Linked DNA regions of Gossypium hirsutum: region 2 is linked to region 1. A link is a contact called in public Hi-C data. All regions are on one chromosome and are shown on one strand. The core of a region is the stretch at or near the end of the contact, and the rest is flanking DNA. Distances in the headings are between cores, read along the strand shown. Region 1 overlaps LOC107901980 (a long non-coding RNA gene). Region 2 holds the start of LOC107901981 (AP-1 complex subunit gamma-2).

Region 1 (6,880 bases), core at 3,444-5,943:
TGATCTGGTTTTCGAACACTCACGCTTCAGCGTTTCTGTTATGGTGGCTCTGGCCAATTAGTCCTTAACATCCCCTCTTTATTTATTTAGGCTTACTATGGGCTGAAATCAAACTATTTTTGTTATTTTATAAATGATTTCTTGAACTTGACAGATGTTATTATTTATAGACTGTCATTTTGAAAACTAATTAGGTTTTCTGATTTCTAAATTTTTTAATAGATATTATGAGCATTGTTTTTCAAATGTTTTACAAATTATTTATAAAGTTCGATTTATTGTTTAAAAGGTAAGTATATATGGAATTTTCATATTATCTTACTAAGCTTTATGCTTGATGCGCCATTATTTTTTCGAGTAGGTCTTCTGAATCAAAGCTTGGTGCTTTTTGAGAATCACAAGCAAACACCATTATCAACATTGAATGGTATGAAATATTTGTATTTACAATTGATACCTAGTGGCATGTATTAGAAAACTCATTTAGGGATGCATATATAAATGTTTCATATAACTATTAGTTGTAATAGTTCTAATTTGTTTATTTTTTATTGACCTTGAGCCAAACTTTATATCTTTTGAATGTATGTATACAAGCCTTGGTTTTCCATGCTTTAGATTGATTTTGTATAGGTTTAACAGGCTAGCTTAATATCTTGGTTGTTATGACATGTTATACCTCATTTTGAACATGTTATATGAGCGTAGATTGTGACTTTTGATCTATTTTTCGAATGTGGTTTGTAAAAGTCTAGTTTGTGGTGTTTCAGTGTTTGTTCTCGACTAATAAAATGCGACTTTTAATATCCCAAAGATTGGTTTTTGTTATGGTTAGTGGTTGAAGGCTTAAGAAATTAGTTACAATTCAAGAAAGGGTGAACTTGTGAAAGGTTGTAGTGCCGCCTAGGTGGGTCCTTGTCGAACAATCACTTTTAGTTAGTATCACCTAGGCGGTGGCCTGAGCCATGCCTTAGCGAAAAGAAAAACTAATAACTCCAATACCGTTTAGGCGGGAGCTTTGACCACCTAGGCGGCAACTTAACGTACGGTTAATGCTTTTGGTTTTACTTAATTTCTTATAAATTCCTTTAATAAATTAAGTAACATCCTTATATTTTACAAATTACCTAGTTCTTTTGTTTTAATTGGCACTATATGATTTTTGGATTTTTTTTTGAAGGAACAAAACTCATTATGGATAGAATTTAAATATTTTTATATAATTTTATAAATTTTATCATTTATTTTCTTACATAAAGTATTGATTTTACTCTGAAAATATCCTGTTAGCGTCTCATGCTTGTACTGACTATTGGGACGAGTGAGGGGTATTACAATTTTTTTTTGAATAAGATAAGTAAAAATATTTTTGTTTGAGACAATTTTAATTAAATAATATTGAAAAAGGAATAAAAATATTAGTTAAAACATAAAAGTAATATATTTGGTTAATAACTTGTAATACAAAAAAATTAAAATTAGAATATTTATAATTAATTAGCAATATGCTAAAAAGTAAACATCAAATCTATATATTTAAGAATATAAATAAATCATATATTAAATAGTACATATAATCATATATATAAATTGTGTGCAAGTAGAATTGAATCAGAACTAAATTGAAATAGAGATTAAATTAAAAAGATGAGAAACTATGAAGAATCAATTCAAAATTATCTCATTTTTTCCAAAAAAAGAAAAATACATGGATCCAAGCAGGTTGACATGCGGGTCCTTTTAAGTTTTATTCGAGAAATGGTTTACATGTTAGTTTCGTTCCTAGATTTATTATTATAATTATTTATTTAAGTTGCTTATTATCATATGTAGGTAATAGTTTGAATTTTTATTTGGAATTGTTATTTAAATACATGTGATAAATATGTGTTATACAATTTTGTAATTAATCCTCAAAATTATTGGTTACTTGTTCTCAGTGATAAAATGTTGTCAAATTCGAGTGAATAAAATTTTGCTTTTTTAATAAAATTAAAAATGTTACATCACAAATTTTCAATTAAATAAATTCATGTTGAATTTAATTTTAGGGGTGAATTCAAACTTATAATATTCAAAATCCAAGACAACATTGATTTAATGTATTAATTTTGGATGTGGCGAGAATGCATAGTTGATTCTTAAATTTGAATTTTTTCTAATTTTTAACGTAAACCTAACAATTGTCATTTTAAACGAATTATCTAATTTATTTTTAAAAAATAATTTTGTAGATATCTGATCATATCTAACAAAGAGAACCGATGACGGCCCTCGTGTTCTTAGCTAAATATCATCAAGCTTAATTTCTCGGTAACAGCTACGAAATACAAACTATGAACATATTACCTCAAAATAATTTTTCTAAACAACGCCCAAAGTTTGTTGCTCAAAAAGCTAAAAACTGAAATAAAGATCACAGTTTAGTTGGGCTTACTCAAATATCCCAACAATCTCAACAATGAGTTGGGAGATGTATAAATATATTGAAATTTTAAGTAAATAAACATTATGCGTGACTATGATTTTCATTTTAGCTTCTTATATTATTTTACCTTTCAATGCTTTATGCATCATTGCAAAAAATTAATTCAGTTTGAGTTGTAAATTATTGATTAATTTGGCAAACATTAAATATAACTAAAAAAAGGAAGAATTTTGAAACTCAAACAATTATCTCAGAATTTAAAGTTTTCATATATATGCTCTTATACATTCTTTAAAATTTCTTTTATATATTCTTTTTTTTTGTAATTTTATATTGATCTTTGCTTTACTTTAATCAATGCATGTAATTAACTCTCATTATATTTGAAAAATATAAATTTAATTTTATAAATATTATTAACGTGTCTTTTTTAAAAAAATTATATTTTAAATTGATTTGGACAACGAGACTAATAAAGCGAATTCTTAATAAATTAAATTGATTTGAAGTCAAAAATCAATGAAGTAAAGTTTAGTGTGAAATTGTGGGAAAAAAGGCTAAATTGAATGAAATGAAAAGTATAGGGATTAAATTTCAAAATTTCCATTTTTAGCTTAGAAAGGATTAAAAAGCAATTTTTACATGGTTGTATATTGTTATGAACCTTTATGAAGTTATTTGGGGATTTAATGAAATGACATATTCGATATAATAAAGCTAAGTGATAAAAGAAAGGGACTAAAGGTGCAATTTCTCCATTAAAGGATACTTTGGACATTTTGAGAATTTTATATCGGAAATTTTAAAATTTATTTCGTATGTGTAAAGATGAAATAAAAAAATTATTGGCCATAGATTTTGGACTTTAAAAATCATAAAAAAGAGTGGGCCACTCATTTGATTTTTTTTTTGTGCTTTGACTTTGACAATTCTTTTGAATAAAAGAAAGGAAAGACGAAATGTCTTCTCTCCTCATTTGATTTTTTCCCCCTTCGTGTCGTCCACCTTCCTTAAAAGAGAAGAAAGTTTTCTCTTCTCATCTTTCTCATATTTTCTCACATTTCATCCAAAGTTTACACTACCCAAGTCATTTTCTTGTTAAAAGCTTGTAGAGCACACATTTCTAAGCCTAGTTCCATCGTCATCTTCTTCATGGAAAGAGTGAATTTCCATGATATAGAGAGAGAAAGCCCGAGTTAGTACGAAAAAGTAAAAAAATAAAGTAAGAAAATGTATTTTGTCATATTTAAGATTATTTTACATAAGTTTCTCAAGAACATGATAATTAGGTGTTATGTATAATATGTGTTTTAAAGAGAAAGAGTCGAATTGTGGGTTATGGAGATTGAGCATGAAAGAGGAGTATTGGATTAGTTAAGTAGAGGATTTTGGTGCTTTTTTTATTATTATTTAAAGAGAGGTAAGTTCTTAAAAAACTATCGTAAGTGAATGAAATAGTTTAATGAAAATGAAAGTAGAGATAAGTATGAATGTGTTATGGTTTTAGACTAAAATGTGAAATAAATTTTTATGGTATTTTGGTGAATATTTAAATGAAAAGTTGACTTAATTGGTGGACAAAAACAAAGTTAACAAAGTTAATAATTTGATAAGGAAAATGATAAGTATGACATAAAAATGAGCTAGTAAGTGAATATGAGTGAAATTTATATGATGTTATGTCACTATTAAATTTATAATTTTACACACAAAGTCTAAAATCTACAATTTTGCACACAAGTATCGAGATTTATAGCCCAAGTCCCAGACTTATTAGCTAAGTCTCGATACTTTGTTGTCCAAGTCTCAAGACTTGCAATCCTTGCACCCATACAAAATATTTTATCAGTTTGAACCACTAGCAACCCGTTTTATGCCTCAAAGAAATATTCCAAAATGATTTTTAAAAATGAAATTAAACTTCTTGAAGGTTGAAATGTGTTTTAAGGGAAATATTATTAGATTCTTAAAAGAAAAACTTTGCAACCGGAGGTGGGATGGGTAAAGGGTGTAACACAAATAACTCTGTAGATATAATACAGCCTCCGAGAATTTGTGATTCCCGCCAAAATTTAGGCTTGGTTATTGGTTGAATTCTTTACAAATTGAAACCGACTATTTTTAATGCTTTGAATAGGAGAATTATTGATCATCCTCTCCTCAAAACCTTATATACACATATATTATTTGCGCATAACTGTGAATATGTATATGATACATTTCCCTGTTTCTCTATGGTCAAAATTATCCCATTAAAAGAAAATTAAACATGATATATCATCCCCACCTCCAACGTAGATGCATGGGGTACACTTAACGCATAGGTTGATAGTCGGCTGTTTCTTCTCAAGAATTCATACCCGTAGTTAATTACAAGCTTCTTTATCAGGCTAGATCCTTGCTTGGCTTTGACATATGAGTGCCCTAGTATGTATGCTATCCCAGCTTCCCTAGCTTCCATAAGTTCCTGCAACTCTTCCCTTGCACCAGTATCTATCTCCGGGCTCTTTGGCACAATAAACCGTACTCTTTTTCTCAGTTTTATTACAGGTGGTGGTGACCATATCTCCTTCAACTCTGATGGACCAGCTGCCTCTATTTTGTCTGCATCATCCTCCCTCATCTGAACCCCTTCTGTATGGCTAGAACATGTTCCGACGACTGTCATTTTATCGTCATCTTTCACCAGATCTTCATTAACACTACCAGGAGCAACACTTTCTGACTGTATAAACTCCGCTATACTGCAAACAAGATCTTTCTCAAACTCCATGTCATCTTTATGAACATCGCGATACCCGTATCGTACGATGCACCTATAAAGCCTGTACTCCCTAGGTCCAATATGACCGATCAGAAACCGTTCCTCAGGTTTAACATGAGGAACTGGGACAGATTTGATGCAAAGAAAAACTAGGACCTGATGGAAGGCTGGAAGGTTGGTGACAAAGTGGGAGAAGATTGCAGGGATTCCAGATACGAGCTCAGTGTGGACAAGTCCAATCCCACGAACCCGTACTATGCCTAGACTGGGACCCAAGCTAAGTAGCCAGTTGATGGATACCTTGTTTTGAACATCGAACTCATATTTTTTCAGTGTGCCATAGTGCCAAACACACATGATTATAAGGAAGATGAAAGCAAGGGCAATAGGAACCCAGGCCCCTTCAAGGAACTTGGTGAGGGAAGCAGTGAAGTAGAGTGCTTCGATTGTGCCAAAAAAGAAAACAAAGCCTATTGCCAAGAATACACTCTTTTGCCAGCATAAAACAATTACCAAAGACATCAGGCAGGTAGTGACCAGCATCACAGTTATAACAGCCAAACCTGTCCAACAAGAAACACGAAGAGTCAAAATTACTAGTACAAATGCAGATTCAAAAAGAGTATCCAATTTACGTTTTATAATTCAGAATATGTTTTCAAGGAAAGACGGATATCAAATATGTAACATTGGTTCTCAATATAAAAATAATAAATGAAGCAACAAATTCCCTACTCCTGTCTCCTATTGCCTCAAACACCAATAATTTAGTGCCAAACTTTCAGGCAACTTTAATTATATCAAGACCAATCCATGTAGAATTTCCTTAGATTTAGGAAGAGGTGAATCGTTTTCCATTTCTGCTTTCAGTCTTGTATATAGGCAATGTCATGATCTCAAATCCACATATATGGCTGGAAACAGAAAACATCCTTGTCTATGTTGCACCAGTATAGATGCTCGCAATTATTATAAGTTGCTGGCACTTTAGTGGTTAGTAGAGTTAGCATGGGTATTAAGAATTTAACCCATAGCTGCTAGAAAATAGACTCTTTATGATTATGATTTGTTGGCCTCACCAGTGCTCCTGAAGGAGTGAAAACCAAAAGATGAAGGTGATGAACCGGCTTAATAGGATAGGCTAGGACTTCCTGTTTACTAGAATGTCCATCTACTGGAACTACCCTTGAGGTAAGCTACCTTGCTTAACCAATTCCACTAATCTTACTACCTCATATCTGTTCCCTTCTTCTCTATCTCCAGGACTTGCCCTTGCCATTTAATGAACTCCAGCCCTTAAATGAAGTATGGGATTTCCTTTAGTGGATGCCATGCAACTCTTAAAAGCAGATGCTGAGAGAAAAGGAACTGATGTTGTTGCAAATTGGCCTGATGTGGTTTAGATCTCTATCGTACATGGGGAATTTTCAGACATACCAAATGCAATCTATCAATAAAGTACAGGTTTTGGTGGGTCCAAAAGAAAGACCATATGTTTCCAGTTTCCAAATATGAAGACATGGTTCAGGCTAGAATACCAAGCTAAGACACAAGATGCTCTGAAGCCCCAAGTTATAAAACCAATCAAACACATTTATGGAGTGGATTGTCATACCTGATGCATTACCCATGCGCCTCGTGTCTCTAAAGCCAACAGTAACTGCCAAGCATAACACCATCAGGAGCCA
Region 2 (7,725 bases), core at 2,707-5,206, 57 kb before region 1:
CAGCATCTCCTTGGCCCAATATCCGCAGAAGCTTAAGCAATCTTATATGAAGGAAAGGATCTGTAATGCCAGCAATGTCATACTCAGGAGCATAGGGACTGTTTGCCATATCCTTCAGAGTTTTGACCAAACCTTCAGTACATTTCTGCAGTGATGATAAAAGAAGCTATTATCACAATTAGAAAGTTGATGCATTATCCATTTTTGACAAGTTTCTTCCCACTGAAGTCCACATATATGATTCAGTTCAATCTTTAAATGATACAAAAAAAGGACCCTGTTTTTGCATGACCCTAAAGGCCAAAACAAGTTCGTAAGTCCTATAAACCAAATTGTAAAATTAACCTGAAGCATCTTAGTATCAAAAACCAAAGGATAGCCAACAGTTTAGGACATAACACTAGTAAACCTGATCCCTTTCTTCAATGCTTTCGATGGTAAGTACTCTCCAGCCAAAACCAGAACAAAGGATTGCTGGTAGAGTAGAGACGGTCCAAACAAGCAAAAGAAAGAAGTAATATTTACAAAAATTTCTTAATTATGGCTTTTTCTTTCGCAGGGTTAGAAAATGTTTTTATATGCTCAATGAAGTGTTTGTCTTTCTGATGCTATAGCTATATTCTTATAAATCCATAACCAAATTACCTCTCTAAAATATTCAAGGGCTTCCGAACTGACTTTACATAGATCGGTACAAAGTTGAATTCCTGTTATTAGGACTCCATGATGCTTTTCTCTAAGGAGTGAAGCAGCAGGATTTATAAAGTTTTCAGCAAGGTCTGGAACTTTTTTTATGATCCGTATGGAGCACAATGCTGCCTACAAAAAACAGATAGAGTCAAGAGGAGTCAAAGATTGAAGTCAGATCGCTCAAGAAAAGACAACCTAAAAATTATCAGATAATGCACATGATGAGAATTCATGAACAAATGCAAGTTGGCATGGCCAGAAAGAAAAGAAGAAAAGAAAGTCAGTATGATCAAATTAATCCTCCAACAGGATAACAAGTAGTTGTTTATGAACCAATTTAGTACATCAAAATGCCTTCAGAGAATGGCTGGAAACAGTCAACAGATGCCATTCCCTTGAATGAGTATGTGCAGCAAATTCTCCTGCTTAAGATAAATGGGCAGAGAAAGATCCGGATTTCATGGAAGTAGCAGGCATATGAAGGTTGCATAATTAAAACATACATTTTGAGGTCTTAGTCGTGTGGCATGTGGACCATGGATTCACATGGATGTTTTTAACCTTTGCATTGACAAGATTACAAAGGTATTATTGGAAACAAATAAATAACAAAACCATGATACTTGAAGAGCTCAACAAAAAAATCAAAACTTTCCAACTCCCGTAGAAGAAAGGACGAGGAAGAAAGTACCTTTAAGAGGGATAATTAGCAATTTTTAAGCTTGTTAAATTCACAAATCCTGAAATCAGCCTCCCTTTTCCTCCTTTATTTTAAATCTCATTGAAACAAAAATCAGTGGCCAACAGGCCCTTGAATAAAGAATAGAACACACTTACTTTCTTCCGGATATTTGGATCTCGAAACTGCAGCAATCTTTCTACTTCTGGTGCAAGGTCACGGGCCATTTCAGCCGAACAAATATTTCCCAAAGCACAGAGAGCAAGTCCTATAATATACTGGTTTGAATGATTGAGATCTCTGCATATAAGTTAAGGTTTCTGAAAAACTAAACCATATCTCTCCATTTTCTTATTTTTACCCTTGGTAACACCAGCCTATCAGGGACAATGTTATTCATAGAGAAAAGAAATGGTAAAAGGGAAAAGGAAATGGGAACAAATAAAGCTTGAGAAAGTCTACATGTAGGATACTGCTTTAATGAATTTGTTACCAACATCAGAACCTCTTGTCTTTCATCAAGAAGCAACATAAGACCAAGATATCCAATCCTCTTCTCTGGAAATCCAGAAGACGCAATCAACTTCAGGCACTCCATTTGGCCAAAATGAGTTGGATATCCAAGCATGTGAATGAACATGAGCTTCGCCAGGTTACGGTGCCTATAGTCTTGATCATTTTCACTAATAGCAGCACGAATAGCAGCACACTCTTTCCTTACAACAGCACGTTCTTCTGCTGCAGTTTTGCAAGAACGTATAGCCCGTATCATGTCCCTGCATTGGAGCAGTAAGTACAACAGTTTCAACTGATATGCATATAAACTAAAGTCAAGTCAATCGTTCAGATCCATTGATATAACTTGGAGAAGAAAATATACAAAATATGTGGTCAATAATTTGATTATTTCAAACAGGGCAAAAGGTGTTTTGGGGGGGGGGAGCTTAGTCCCTGAATTGTTTAGGGAGAACAAAAGTGTTCTTAAAAACCAGCAAGAAATCCATGATCCTCTTTTCTTTTCCCCAAAAAAATTACATATAACTAAGAGATCCCATTTTGCAATTTATACCAAAATGTTCTTGTCAACAATTTCTGGAACGCACTACTGAACTACGCATGGGAAGAATATCAGGATATAAATCATTTGATGAATAAAGACAAGGAGGTTGAGATCTTTATATCCATAAAATATGGATGAAATTCAGTAAACTAATGCAAAGAACCGACTTAGAATTCCCTAACAGGGAACGGAGGTTATCATTTGCAAATTTGTTTAATCATACTAAATTTATATAGAGAAAGATACAACTATTCAGTTACATTGCAACAGATACAATCACCTAGCAGCCTACACAAGGAAAAGTAAAAAGAGAATTCAACTTTGCGATAGTTTCCTAAAAGTGTGATAAGTGCTACAAATCAGTTTGAACATATAACCACCAGAATTACAAGTACAACTGTACAACCAGGATATTCTTATTGTACCTTTGGTAACCATATTGGAGGATACTTACGTACATGACTACATTGACTATATTTTATATCTAAATTGCCACTAATTACTGATGTTTAAAGGTTCAAGATCATATAAATATCCCAAAATGCTGTATAACTTACATATCTATGGTGCAAGAAGTTGAGGAAGTATGGATAGTAAACTGGTGGATGTTTTCGTTTCCTCTCTAGAAATTTGTACCTTAAGCACCAATGGTATTTGGCGCATCATTCGATATTACCAATATTCATGAAAACAATAGATCAAGCTATTGTCAAACCCATTACTATATGAATATGCTATAACTTCAAATATTTCTACATTTTCACCCATAACTGCAACTAATTCAAAGCCAAGCTAGCTTGAAAAATGGAATTATGAAACCGAAATTCCTAACAAACTCCATTCGGCTCTAAGTTCAGACGCAATCATCTTTTAAGTAGCACTAACTACAACCGAACACCATAAATTTCAATCAAGGAATCAAAACAAATTGCACAGAAGCCCAGCTCTTTTAATCGAAAAACCAATACATTCAAATAAAAACCATCGTGTTCTTGATCTGACCTTCAAATTAAAAGGAAAAGGGAGGACAAAAAGAATAAATTGCAACGGAAGGAATTGATGCTCACCGTAGACGAGTACCGGACGAGAAAGGATTCATGATTGGGTCCAGGGTTGAAAGTTTCGTAGAGAGCTCGAATCAGATCCAATCAATTAAACGCTTCAAATAAATCAATCAACGAACTACGGCTGCACGGAATTAAACCGAATTTCTTTTCAAATCTAAGATCTGCAGTTGAAGATCCAAAAGTTGGAATTCGGAGATCTAAGAAGAGTAAAGCAGGCAGAGATTTGGATCTGAACGACAAAGAAAACGAACTCTCTGTTCTCCTTTTATTTTCTTCTTTTTTTCCCAGTGACAATGAAAATGCTGCCTGCTTCTTTTGTCTGTGTAAAACAATTTTTAAAAAAAAAAAGAATAATGATAACTAAATTATCAAAAAAAATGTCGTGATTTTTATTTTTATTTGAACTCGGCCTTTTAAGATCCAAAACCTCAGCCCAATTATATCAAAACCATATTCGTAGATTTAATTGTCATATTTTTATAAAGGCTTAAATATGCTAATGCCCCCTGTACCCTATTAAAATTTAAAATTTTGTCTCTACATTTTAATTTTGAGACATTGAGACCTTGTATTTTTTATCTAAAAGTCTTGGTCTTCTCCCTAACTTCACCATTAAAGTTAATGGTGCTAAAGGTAAAATAACTCTTTTAGCCCTTAACATTTAGAATTTTTTTATCAATTTGATCATTATCCTTTAAAAGTACATTAAAATTTTAAAAATTAATTTATTTTCATATTTTAGATAAAAAAAATATAAAAATTAAAAAATATAGTTTCTAAAAAAATTAAAAAATATGAAAAAAATTAAAATATTTAAAATTCAAAATATAAAAATGACTTTAAAAATATAAACAAACATTCCAAAATTTAATGTTATCTAAACCAAATTAGACCGGCCAATTGGATCGGGAACCGGTTGGGATATCGATCCAAATAAGTTAAAAAATCGGTTGACCCACGAACCAATACGGACTAGTTGAGCCAATAGTTGAACCAATTTTGAACGAGTTTGACCAATTAGTTCCCAAAACAACTGGCCTGAATGATTCAAAGAAAATAAATTATTAAAACATCAAAAATAAAAATATTAAAAATATATAAAAATTTGTTCAACTTTCAGTTCAACTGATTCTTTAGCTCAATTCAACCAATTCATATTGGTTCACAGATCAACCAATTTTTTTACCATGGACCGATACCTCAACTGGTTCTTAATCCAATCGATCCAGTTTAGTTTAGATAACATTGAATTTTGAGATTTTTTTAAATTTTACAAATATTTTTAGTTTTGAATTTTAAAGAGTTCTTTTTCATATTTTCTTTTTATACTATATTTAATTTTTTTTGTTAAAATAAGAAATACATATTTAAATTTTTTTAAAAAAAATTTACATATTTTTAAAGGGTATGAAACAAATTGACAAAAAACTGTAAATGTTGAAGCTAAAAAAGTTTTAAAATGTTAAAAATACTGGTTGACCCGTAAATTAGTATGGACTGGGTGAACGAGGCTAAAAAAATTAGTTGAACTATCAATTGAACCAATTTTTATAATTTTTGATTTTTTTTATTTTATTTTTAATAATTTATTTGCTTTGAATCGATCAAATCGATTTTTTAACACAGTTGAACCAATTCGTAGCAATTCACAGCTGAACCAAATTTTTATTTCTCAATGGACCAATACCCCAACTGTTCCCACTCCAATTTAGATAACATTGAATTTTTAAATTTTTGTTTATATTTTTAAAATGATTTTTATTTTTTGAATTTTTAAGAATTTTTATTTTTTCTTAATTTTTAATTTTTTTAAAAATTATATTTTTTTATTTTTTAAAAGATTATATTTATTTTTTATTTTTTTTAAAATATAATTTTTTAATTGTTATGTTTTTGTAAAATATGAAAAATAAAATATTTTTTAAAAAAAATTATGTACTTTTAAAGGGTAAGAACCAAATTGACTAAAAAAATTGTAAATGTTGAGAGCTAAAAAAGTTATTTTGTCTTTGACATTGTTAGCTTTAACAGCAAAATTGAACGGCGGGATCAAGATTTTAAAATCAGAAAAGTATAAGGACTCCATGTCTTGAAATTGTAAGGACTAAATTTTAAATTTCAAAAGAGTATAAAGACCTTTAGCGTATTTAAACCTTTTTATAAATCTATTTATTTGTATTTATTTGCGATGCATGAATCGATTGTATATATTAAATTTATAATACTCTTATAACATTAGTTTTTTTTAATTTAATGAATTTCTAAAAAATAATTAATAATTTGTAATTATAAAATATTTTTAAAAATATTTAACTAATTTGTAAAAGTATTTTTCATAAATTTCTAAAACCCACTCATAATAGTGTTAATTTGAGAATATACGAGTTAGAATTTTTGAAGTAAATAAAATAAAAATTATTAGGTATTATTTAGAAAGCTACCTAGTAATTGGATTTGGATGTAATTACTTATAATTACACAAATGTGACATGTTTGGATAACCATTGTAATTGATGGGTTCCATCGAATTAGGTGTAATTGGAGTACCTAATTACACTTTTCAATTCTTAGGGGATGATTAAAATTGGAGTAATTACACATATAATAATACCCAAATCTAATTTTAAAAATCTATTTCTATAAAATTTATAAAAATTATATTATAAGTATGAACACATATAAGTGTTTGGGATGGTTATAGCCAAAAAAAATTATAATATAATTTGTGTATTTTATAAAGTTATAACAAAAAATTTATATTATTTAAATCCTAAAAAATTCTGAAGTTATTTTAAAAAATAATTTATATGGAACATGCGTCGTATTTTGGAGGAAACAGAGTTGACATCATGACAAAGAATAGTTGACATCCTGATGACACGACAACAACGTCCCGACGAGAAGAATCGTCACGTCTTGACGATGGAAAGAATGACATTCCGACAAGGAAATATGCCACGTCACGACGTGGCGACTTGTTCCCTACTAAATTGGGTTTCTTCTCCTAGTTAAACTTTACTATCTTTTCCTAGTCTAACTCTGATTATTCTAGGGATATTTTAGTCATATATTCACACGAATTTTAACATATAAATAGGACTTTTAGCAACCCTACAGAGTTCGATTCAACAACACAATTAAGAGAGCTTTGTGAGAATTTCGGGAGAACTTTGTATTTTGGGTTTGAGCTTGTTTATTATTTCTCCATCTTGTACTCCTCTTCAATTTTTTCCATTCTAGTAAAGTTTCTTTTGCCCATGGTTTTTTTATCCTCTTTGGAGGTTTTTTCACGTAAATATTTGTATCTAATTTTTCTCTATTCGTTCTTGTTCGTCACATAATTTGGGTTTATCCTAACAAATTGGTATCAGAGTCAAATTTGGTTTTCGCATTCAACCTATTCAGAGATGACAATGAGGTAATATCGAGAAGTTTGATAGGGTCCCAAATTTTAATTTCTGGCAAGTTCGAATTACGAAATTCTAGTTCAGAATGATCTGAAAAAGGTTATTACATGGTAAAAACCTGCAGATGTGAATCAAACAAAATGGGAGGAGCTTCATGAGAAGACTCTGTCAACAATTCAATTGTGTTTCATTAACAATGTGTTGCAGGAGGTGCTTACAAAAAAAAATTGCAGTAGCCTTATGGAAGAAATTAGAAGCCCTTTACATGATAAAGTCTCTCACAAATTGCTTGGTATTCAAACAATGATTATACACGTTCCGTATAGCTCAAGGTGAGTCTATTAAGGCTTACATCAGTGAATTTTTTACTTTCCTTAATTACCAAAGGAATGTTGAGGCCAACATTGACGATGAAGATTAGGCTATGTTGTTGTTGTGTTCTTTGTCTCTTTATATAAAACTTTCAGGGAAACCCTAATTTATGATAGAGAAAGACTCTCATTTGAGGATGTGAAGGGGAACTTATTGAGTAACGATAAACTTGACAACAAGTTAGGTTCGAAAAACAAGTTAGATGGGCAAGCCTCGATTTGGTTGCCAGAGGAAGGCAACAATCTAAGGATTCAGGTCAAAAAAAATCTAGGGCGAGATCGAAACCATGATATGTGATGTGTCTTGATTGATGTTTGGAGATGGTATGATGGATAATATACTTAAGTGATCCTTATAAATGATTTGGTAAGTTGGATGTTCATATTTATGCTTTGCTTAAAAGGATTTGGTAGTTCTAGTACTTAGTTATAAGACTAACATGAAATTAAA

Evidence for each region. A called contact is a pair of places that touch in the nucleus more often than the background predicts.
Region 2: a Hi-C map of leaf shows a contact between it and region 1, with 1.8 times the contacts expected there. The contact joins the promoter of LOC107901981 here to the enhancer-like site in region 1. A contact is called at or near these places in 14 of 34 Hi-C or Micro-C datasets (callus, fibers, leaf and 2 more).

What each region holds. Positions count from the first base shown.
Region 1 is chrA01:64,072,039-64,078,918 of Gossypium_hirsutum_v2.1, reverse strand. It overlaps LOC107901980 (a long non-coding RNA gene), which reads left to right. Exons shown (of 3, transcript XR_001685535.2): 3 at 362-806. It also overlaps the pseudogene LOC107901979. Among protein-coding and RNA genes, the nearest start is that of LOC107901980, 4.3 kb to the left of the region's middle. Within about 2 kb of position 4,693, at least 1 of the 9 cell types and tissues checked has an H3K27ac peak or open chromatin away from gene starts, as enhancers often do.
Region 2 is chrA01:64,127,782-64,135,506 of Gossypium_hirsutum_v2.1, reverse strand. LOC107901981 (AP-1 complex subunit gamma-2) reads right to left here and starts at 3,956. Exons shown (of 18, transcript XM_016828175.2): 1 at 3,497-3,956; 2 at 1,843-2,145; 3 at 1,528-1,669; 4 at 646-819; 5 at 1-145. The coding sequence starts at 3,528.